Regions from separate parts of the Xenopus laevis genome. Here region 1 is linked to region 2. Evidence: chromatin contacts called from public Hi-C data. All regions are on one chromosome and are shown on one strand. Each heading gives the region's core, a stretch centred on a gene start, on an enhancer-like site or on the middle of the called end of the contact. The rest is flanking DNA. Distances are from core to core; before and after follow the strand shown. Region 1 overlaps psen1.L (presenilin 1 L homeolog). Region 2 holds the start of stard9.L (stAR-related lipid transfer protein 9).

Evidence for each region. Hi-C and Micro-C count contacts between places; a contact is called where the count stands out from the background.
Region 1: a Hi-C map of the XTC cell line shows a contact between it and region 2, with 3 times the contacts expected there. The contact joins the enhancer-like site here to the promoter of stard9.L in region 2. A contact is called at or near these places in 2 of 4 Hi-C or Micro-C datasets (the XL177 cell line and the XTC cell line).

The regions. Positions count from the first base shown.
Region 1 is chr8L:98,058,294-98,063,197 of Xenopus_laevis_v10.1, reverse strand. psen1.L (presenilin 1 L homeolog) reads left to right here. Exons shown (of 12, transcript NM_001090554.2): 6 at 418-485; 7 at 1,507-1,727; 8 at 1,824-1,922; 9 at 4,294-4,377. Among protein-coding and RNA genes, the nearest start is that of psen1.L, 23 kb to the left of the region's middle. Within about 2 kb of position 2,242, at least 1 of the 7 cell types and tissues checked has an H3K27ac peak or open chromatin away from gene starts, as enhancers often do.
Region 2 is chr8L:97,880,235-97,885,653 of Xenopus_laevis_v10.1, reverse strand. stard9.L (stAR-related lipid transfer protein 9) reads left to right here and starts at 1,292. Exons shown (of 31, transcript XM_041573288.1): 1 at 1,292-1,898.

The DNA.
Region 1 (4,904 bases), core at 993-3,492, 180 kb before region 2:
GCAACTGGGATCCTGTGATAAAAATGGAAGAGGAACAGACTCACTGATGCAGTCTTTTCATCAGAGTGATCCTCTCCATGCTACAAAACATCTGTGTGTAAACCCAGCAGAGATTCATGCTGTAAAGCTATGTCCTTTTAAATTCACATGATCTCTGCCCAGTGCACTGGATTAATAATTGTCATCTTCTACAGTAATTCATGATTTTCTTGATTGTTTCTTGACAGTTGCAGTTACGGTGGTCATAATTCAGTTCTGCTAAATCAACATGCAATAGATCTGCCTGGCTAAAATTGTAACCCTTTATCCAGATATTAGGTTGCTCTTGTGCTAGACACGAATTGTAAGCGGTGGACATTGATGATCACTGATGTAAATACTAAAGCAGATGAATTGCTTTTTTTTCTCCCCATGTAGGTCATCCATGGCTGGCTCATCATATCTTCCCTTTTATTGCTTTTTTTCTTCTCTTATATATACCTTGGGTAAGTACATAGTGAAACAGAAGAAGGCATGCTGCTTACATAAACCTTTGTAATGGGACTTTGTAACACTTTGTAACACCTGTTTGCAAGATGAAAAGATGGAGAATGAGAAGACAAACTATTCAAAACTATAGAACTGTAGAAATGAAGACCAACTGAAAAGTCCCTAAGAATAGGGGCTTAAAGATGAACATGCATGTACTCAACACTCGTATAAAACTTTTTCTGCATCAGTACCAGCTCCTAAGACCGTGATCTCTTGTATTGTATTAAGTGCTTCTCAATTGTTACTGAATTACAAATTAAAGGACAAGTAACACCAAAGATTAAGTGTTTTAAAGTAATTCAAATATAATGTACTGTTGCCCTGGTAAAAGTTATGTGTTTGCTTTAGAAACACTACTATAGTTTACATGAGTAGGCTGCTGTGTTGCCATGGGGCAGCCATTCAAAGCACAGGTTATATAGCAGATAATAGATGCACTCTGTAGAATACCATTGTATTCTATTACAGGCCTTATCTGTTATCTGCTAAGTAACCTGTGCCTTTTCTCCTTTTTCAACTTGAATGGCTGCCCCCATGGCAACATAGCAGCATACTCATATAAACTATAGTAATTTTTCTAAATCAAACACATAACTATTACCAATGCAGGGTGACGGTATGCAATATGTTAATTACTTTAAAACACTTTTTTGGTTTTAACATCCCTTTAAATGAGGACCATTTTCTTCAGTAAGCCTATTGTGTGCAGTAACATAGGTGTGCTGGTCTCCCAAAAAACTATTTTTAATACAAAAGAGGAATAGCCATGGACTGCACATACAAATATGTTTTTTATACAAGAACGTATATTGGTTTGTACTGCCAATAATATTCATATAAACTCTGTATGCCAATATTCTCTTCTGTCTTACCACATGCATTTTTTTGTCCATATAGGCAAAGTGTGTACTAGGTAAATATTTATAAAAGTTATCTGCAGCTCCTGTGTAATGAGGTCATGTGCTTGCTTTCCAGTGAAGTGTTTAAAACCTATAATGTGGCCGTGGATTACATCACTCTGGCTTTACTGATCTGGAATTTTGGTGTAGTAGGAATGATATGCATTCACTGGAAGGGACCCCTTCTCCTGCAGCAGGCCTATCTTATCATGATTAGTGCTCTTATGGCTTTGGTGTTTATTAAATACCTTCCTGAGTGGACAACTTGGCTCATCTTAGCCGTGATATCTGTTTATGGTGAGTAGAAACCATTTGCTCTAGAAATGATTCCATTACTACTGAGCAAGGTTTAGCTTATGTGATTTTCATTCTAAATCAGTTTTTTTCTTTTAGATCTCGTTGCTGTCCTGTCTCCAAAAGGACCTTTACGAATGCTGGTCGAGACAGCACAGGAGAGAAATGAAACCCTTTTTCCAGCATTAATTTATTCTTGTAAGTAGCTATTATAATTTCCGACTTAAGGAATAGGTTAAGAATAAAACCTGCTTCTTGTTAGTTAACAAAGGAAATTGCAGCACATTTCCCTAACAAAGAATATGCAATTTGAGTTGAAGGAGAACTAAACCCTAAAAATGAATATGGCTAGAAATGCCATGTTTTATATATTGAACTAGCTCAAAAGTTCAGCATCTCTTTAACAGCAGCGTTGGACTGGGGGTTCCGGGATACACCGGGCCTTCTGCCTTAGGGTCCCACACACCACCCACCGGGCCCCCCTTTCCGCAAAGCACCCTCTGCCTCCCCCCCAGCAGTCACCACTTTCCACCCCCCCATCCCAGTTGCGGCCCCTTCTCTCTGTGCTTACCTATTCCAGTAAGAGCTGGGGCCCACTAGGTTTTTTCCCGATGCCCCGCTGGCCCAGTCAACCCTGTTCAACAGTAATGATCCAAGCCTTCAAATTTGTCACAGGAGTTTCCCCATCTTGAATTTTATTTGGAGTGACATGAACATGCTCAGTGGGCTTTGAGCAGCTGTTGAGACGTTAAGCTTAGGGGTTGTAGCAAATCATCAAGTAGAAAATTAGATTTATTTTTTTTTGATAAAAAAAATATTTGACTAAAACAACACACAAACATTTTATACAATTTTTTTAAAAGGATTGCAAATAATAAAGTTGCATAAAGTCAATGTATTTATAGTTTAGAATTTCTGTTATCAAGAGCTTGGTTGTTCAGTCCATTTCCCATTGTCTTTTATTTTGTTGTTCACAGGAACAGTAGTTAGCACTTTTTAGGAAAGCTTTAGTTATTTAGCATGCTCTGATAATCTATCCTAATTATGACAATGGAAGCACTGCCCTATACACTGAAACAAACAAGAGGTAATTGTGCCGCAGTGTTGGAGAAACAAGCACCAGTATACTAGACCTGCTTGTGAATATTTTTTTTTTGCCCATTAATTCCTAAGCACTTAAACAGCTGGTGTTTCATTGGTGAAGTGGCTTTAGCATTGTTTCCTATTATTAAGAAGCCTATAGATTATACTACAGAACGGGTATGGAACCTATTATGCACAATGCTTGGAACCTGGGGCTTTCTGGATAAGGGGGCTTTTTCCGTAATTTGGGTCACAATATCTAAACTCTATAAAATAATGAAACATTAAATAAAGGCAATAGGGTTGTTTGAAACCAACATGAATTCATGCAGCTTAGTTACCATCAATTAAAAGGTACTGTTTTATTATTACAGAGAAAAAGGAAATCATTTAAAAAAATCTATTATTTGCATAGAATAGAATCTATGGGAGATGGCGTTCCCTTAATTTGGTGCTTTCTAGATACCCGATTTCTGGATAGGAGATCCCATAAATGTACACACATCAGATTCTCTACAAAAAAAAACAAATGCTAGCAATTTGCTGTGTAGAAATGTTAGTTGGAAATGAGACCTAGTACATTTAAACGGGAACTATTGTGAAAATGGAAATTTAATATATGCTTCATCTTACTGAAATAAGACATTTTCTAAATATAATCAATGATAAATTCGGAACCGTTTCTTAAATATTCAAGTTACTCTTCACTTTAGCACTCTCTGCATCAGTCTCTCTTTATTCTCTCTTTCATGCAGGAGTTGGGAGTCTGATTTTGAATGACCTTTAATTCCAATATATCTTTTAGAGGGGCTCCTTTTGCCTATAAGATGTATTAGAGCTCACTCTTTTAAAATTACCAGAAATCCTGTCTCTCTACATGCAGAATTTGTGCCAAAGTAAATTATTTTGTATGATTTTGTTTGTACTGGAATCAGTTGAGTCAGCTCAAATTCATCTGCTAGGAAAAGAAGCCCCTCCCCTATATGATATATTGGATCTAACTCTCAATGAAAATCTGACACCCAACTCCTGCACGAAATCAAGAGAAACAGATGCTGAACGAGGAACAGCGAAGATAAACTTGATTATTTCAGAAATGATGCAGAATTTCTAATTGATTGTGTTTATAAAGTTTCATATTTCTATATGATGAAGCTTATATTACATTTTCATGATCACGAAGCACTAACTCACTGGCCAACTATCTGGTTAGGTTTGATGTAGGGTTTTTAAATCCCCAAAATTCCCTCAAAATTGTGGCAAATGGGTGATTTTTTTTTTTTTTAAGTATTTTGCTTTTGTCAGTTTTTCAAAGCTTATAAACCGTTTCAAAATGCAGATTCAATCATGTATTATAAGGTCTTTTGGGCTCTTTACTTCTGTGTCAGTTATTGCTTTGTTTGTAAATCTGTATGTTCAATATATAAAAAGTACACAATTACCTGCAAATTATTACCATGAACTAAAAGAAAGTTGTCATCTACAGCTACAATGATATGGTTAGTGAACATGGCAGATGGAGATCCTGGTTTAAAGCAAAGTGCCTCAACGAAAACATACAACACACAAGGTAGGTGTACAACAAGCACTCAGCTTTTGTTTTCTAATTGCATATTTAGGGGCTTATTTATTAAACCTCAGTTTTTTTCTGATTGTGTTTTAAAGGGCAAAGTTAGAATTTTTAGAGGGGGCAAAAAATTTGAATTCTTAATATATTTATTTTACCCTAAAGCTGCTAAAAATCCAAATCTGAAAATACTCCATCTCATACCTATCCATGAAGTAGAAGTCAATAGCAGATGTCCCGTTTACAATTTGAAGATGTGATAAGCGCTAGTTTTGCTACAATAATCTTAACAAGTCTGGGTTTTCGGCGGACAACACGAAAAAATTTGAAGATTCGGCATTCAAATTCAAAAAAGTTGTACGATTCAAATTGTTGCACAATGTTGTCGAGACTTTTTCCGCACCGACCTTTTTTGAGTGGATTTTTATGAGTTAAATTCCGTGGATGGGAGTTAGTTTGACTTTTTTTAATTAAAAAATGGGATAAATTAGAATTTCCTTCCCTGAACAGTGAGCAAAATAAAGTCTACA
Region 2 (5,419 bases), core at 43-2,542:
CACCCTAATTCATTGTATTATCTCTATGATCGATCTCTATCTATCTGTAACTTCCAAAGGGGCCTTGGTGCTCCGAAAGCTTGCAATGTATTTTTATTGTAAGCCAATATACGTATCACTTCTACAATACTTTTGTATTTGTTTGTTTTTTTATTTGTTATTTTTGCTACTGGCTAACATGGTACCACAGTTTTTGTTTTCAGTCTTTTTGGAAATTTGATATTAGCCAAATGCCCTCACTTTGTAGCAGGACCATTTCAGATCACTGACAGGATGCAATAAATAATCAGAACGGTGAAAGTGCACTGGGATACAGAGACGTAACTAGAGGGGGGCGGGCCCTGGCGCGGGACGTGCAGCCGGGCCCCGTCCCCCTCCGTAAGGCCGGAAACGGCCGCATTTACGCCCACATTTCCCTTAGAAGAGAGTGGCGTGCGAGCTGCCGGGGGGCCCTGAGGGGGTGCGGGCCCTGGCCCAATCGCACCCCCTGCTCCCCGGGTAGTTACGCCACTGCTGGGATAGAGGGAAGCAGTTCCTGCTCTAAAATTCCAATGGGACACAGAAAGTTACACTATATTCAAGGGGAAGATGATGCCTGAATATTCAGGTACCGTTGGTCTAGCAGAGAGAGATTTACCTATACAGATACTGCTAATTTCTTTTTAAATCGTTTAAAAAAAAAAAAAGGAGGAAATTGAGGCGGATGTTGGTAACCCCCTCCTCCACTTGGATAGAGCATTCCATAACTTTCTTTTTAGAAAATTTTAGGGATGCTCTGAATCCAGGATTTGGTTCCGTATTCGGCCAGGATTCAGCCTTTTCCGGCAAGATTCAGCCGAATCCTTCTGCCCGGCCAAACTAGGGAGGGAAATCACGTGACTTTTTGTCACAAAAGAAGGAAGTAAAAAATGTTTCCCCATCCCACCCCTAATTTGAATATGCAAATTCGGTTCCGTATTAGACTGAATCTTTCTCGAAGGATTCGGGTGCATCCCTAGAAAATTTAAAGCAAAAGAGTCCCATTTGTCCGATAACATGTATGGGATCTATTATATGGAAACCCTTTATCCAGGAACCTTTGAGTTTTGGAATTTCTAAAGAGCCTTTTTTGAAAGGAGTCCTCCACCAAACATAGATTTTATGTATTTTGAAAGAAAATGGAAAAGCTGAAGCTCCACTAATGAGCATGAGAGGAAGACAGTTTGATCAGGCTGGGAGCAGAGAGGCATGGGGGTGGGGCTTAGGCTCCTATTGCACTCACTCACTCACTCACTGCCTGTGGAAATGAAAAGACACAACCAGTCCTCATTTCAGCCCAGGCACTGGGATATCTCTGCAGCTCTGATGTGAAATAGCAATGCATTTAAAGGAAGGGGGCCATATAATACTAGGAGATGACATAATATGTTCCCTTTAACTTCAGGGCTGTTGCTAATATCACAGCAACTGAAGCAACCGAGAGGCGGGATTTAGTTTTCCTTCCAGCTGCTTATTCCAGTCCCTGAGACGTTTCCAAACACATTGGGGTGAAACAGGGGAAACTAATCTAAAACAGATGCCAGAGCTGTGCAAGCCAGTTAACCTCCCCATCTGTATGCAGAATGGGCACTTTCTGAAGAGATCAGACAAACCAAGGCAAAAGAGAGGCGGCAACTACTTGACTGCTTCTTTTCTGACATTGCATAAGGCACACCCCTAGAATCAGAGCCCTGGGAAGTTCTGCCTCCTGCTCAGTGTGATCTAGCCTGTGGCTGCTGGAGTCCTGCGGAGGGACTGCTCTTCCAAAATCTCCTCATGTAGGGAGTCATTCATGTAGTAGGGAAAGGATATGTGGCACCCCACTCTGTCAGAATGGCAAACGTCAAGGTGGCTCTGCGAGTCCGACCTCCCAGCAAAAGGTAAGTAGCCAAGTGTTTTGGGCTGGTTGCGTATGTATGTGGGTGGGGGTTGTAACTGGTTTCATGAGAGAAAACATTTGGATATAATGTGCTCAAACACAGGATGTTGTGTGTCAGGAGGCTGCTGGCTTGTAGGAACTGATTTTAGAGCATTTCTAGGGACCCCTAGCATTAGTAGGGCCCTTTAAGAGGAAAAGTAGATACAATTGCACATTATTATTATTATTAACAATTGATAGCTTCTGTACGTACAAAAGGGGTGCCAAACCTGCACCCCTTCAGGTTCTGTCAAACTGCAGCTCCCTAACTGAGAGTTGAAGTTTAACAACGGCTGGATGTGCTGCAGGTTATTCATCCATGATTTATAAATCCCACCCCAGATAGGGGCCCCCAACTTTCCTGCATTAACAGGTTCTCCTTCTCCACTGCTCCAGCATTGAGTCTCCACCATACTGTTGCTTGTGTTTATTGTTTTGTATTCAACTGTTTTCTTAAAGAGATACTGACACCAGAAAATAACCTTTTTTATATCCATCAGAACATTATCTTTGAATGCTATTTATAAGTTTGCCATAAAAGTATTTGCCTGATGCTTTTACATTACCTTTCTTACCCCCATGTTCCTCTATGAGGGGGCTGCCATATTTGTGCAGCAGTAGCCGTTAGCATTAGCTGAGATGGGGACAGTCAGGTCAGCAAAACAGTCAGGTTTAGAAACTTCAAGTGACAATTACTTGCAAAATCAGAACTATCGGCAAAAAACGTTCAACGTGACCTATATGTTACTTTTAACGTAGATTAATATAAGATTTTAGTGTCGGTATCACTTTAACTGATACATGCTCATGCATCATACTCATGTTTCTTTCATTTAATGTGTCCTTGTCTCTGTTAGTTACTGGACTCCACAACAAACTGAAAGATTAAGGCCCCCTAAAATATATGCATAAACTTTTACTGGCACTGCTTATTACCCAGTAATTTACTATACCCTTTATACTGACTGATTGGGTCTTCACCAGTCACAGTGTCTGCTTTATCTGTAGTTACACCCCTGCCCCAAACTGTCAGTGTCACATTAACTTATGTACTGTCATAAATAAACACTTTATTGTAATGAAGAGAGTAGTAAGCACAGCTGCAAAAGTGCTAACTTTGTGAGATATTTGAAATATCTATAGAAACATATTTATTTAGGATTTAATAAATGGACCACATACTGTATATACTGTAAATGATAACTTTTTTTAATGTGATCATTTATAATTGGTATTTATTGGTCATTTCTGCCACATGACCCATTGAGACGTAAAATATGTAGTGAATAAAGTACCCTCTCTTGTAAAATATAAGCATACTATAAGTTACTGGGGTGTTCCATGACCATACAAGGCCAAAGGCCAAGTGTTTTTATACAGGTCGTGGAACTCTGAGGTGACTTATAATACCCTCATATTTTGCGACAGGGGGTACATTATTTATTATAATACACAAGTTTCAGTGAGTCTCGTCACAGAAATGACATCACTAATCTACGATTATAACCAATGACATCACTAAGCACCGCTTATATAGTGAATAAAGTACCCCCTCTTGTAAAATATAAGGATATTATAAGTTACCGAGGAGTTTCATGACCATGGCATTAAAATGGCATTAAGTATCTGCCAAGTATGCAGACATCAATTTAAGGGGTAAAACAATGGCAATTCTTTGCTATAGCAGCACTTCTGCCAACTTCTGCCAGGTGGTAATTGTGAGCCTAAAGGTATGCAGAAGTCCTGTATGCACTGCCATATTTTTTCCACTATTCCACTACAGGGTCCCTTATGCTTATCCAGCTTTATCAATTAGCATTCAAAACACATTTTTTTCATAACTGGTTGAATATAAATGAATGGGAGCACGGGAAGAGCAAGGGTATCACAAACCATTCTGACTTGTAAATGGGCAAAGTGTATAATACATTTTTTTTTTTTACACAAGTGTTGTAAAAACCTGTAAAATATATAGTGAATAATTTACCCCCTCTTGTAAAATATAAAGATATTATATGTTACCAAGGAGTTTCATGACCATATAAAAACACGACATTAGAAGTAACTTCAGAGTTCCATGACCTGTATAAAAACACTCGGCCTCGTGTTTTTTTATATGATCATGAAACTCCTCTGTAACTTATAATATCCTTATATTTTACAATAGGGGGTACTTTATTCACTATATATTTTACAGGTTTTTACAACACTATGTATTATATACATAGCCCATTTACAAGTCAGAATGGTTTTGAATGCTAATTGATAAAGCTGGATTAGCATAAGGGACCCTGTATTACAAAAATATGGCAGTGCATACAGGACTTCTGCATACCTTTAGGCTCACAATTACCACCTGGCAGAAGTTGGCAGAAGTGCTGCTATAGCAAAGAATTGTCATTGTTTTACCCCTTAAATTGATGTCTGCATACTTGGCAGCTGCTTAATGCCATTTTGCATAGGTTAACGGGTTGGTAGCCTTAATTTTAACTTTTAGTATGTAATAGATTGGCTAATTTTCAGTTATTCTTCATTTTTTTTTAATTATTTGGCTTCTTTCAGCTTTCGAATGGGGATCTCTAACCCCATCTAAAAAACAAATGCTCTGTGGGCTACAAATGTATTGTTATTGATGCTTTTTATAACTCTTCTTTCTGTTCAGGCCCTCTCCTATTCATATTACTGTCTCTTATTCCAATCAATGCATGGTTGCTAGGGTAATTAGAACCCTAGTAACCAGATTGCTGAAATAACAAACTGGAGAGCTGCTGAGTAAATAAATAGCTAGATTACTAATAAGAGCTAAATATCTCAAGAACTACAAATAATAAAACAATGAAACCCAATTGCAAATTGTCTCAGAATATCACTCCCTACATCATACTTAAAGTTAATTTAAAGGTGAACATCCCTTTTAAAAGCACCCCAGGATTAGAGGAAATAGCCAGCCTTACACTGGGCACAAACACAGGCCAGGATCCCTGATTGGCTGGGTATTAATGCAAACTGGCCATTCACGTATCTGATTAAAATGTAGTGGTCTAATCAAAATGCTTGAGAGCTGATTGGCCTGACCATTTGGAGGAGGAGGGAGGGCAAGTGTTGCTCTTGCATGATGGATGGACAGCCAGCACGATTCTACATTTTCATTAAAGTTTTCATTAAAATTGTATTTTGAATGCGTGTCTATGGTTGGCTTTAGGGAAAAAGAAGGATTTATTGCCAGTCATGCTCTTGTGCCAGTGGACAAAAGTAGCCAAGTGATAAACAGGGACGGACTGGGCCCTCGGGACACAAGGAAAAAACTCAGAGGGCCCTGGCTCTTGTGGTCCCAGCCGATCCAGACCCGCTCCCTGCCCCAGTCTGTTGTTCCGGCCCCGACCTCCCTCTCCAGCCTGATCATGACTAAAAACAGGGACACACGCATGCACGAGAGGCAAGGGCTGCAGGTGGGTTGCGGCTGGGGATGGAGGCCCAAAGGGG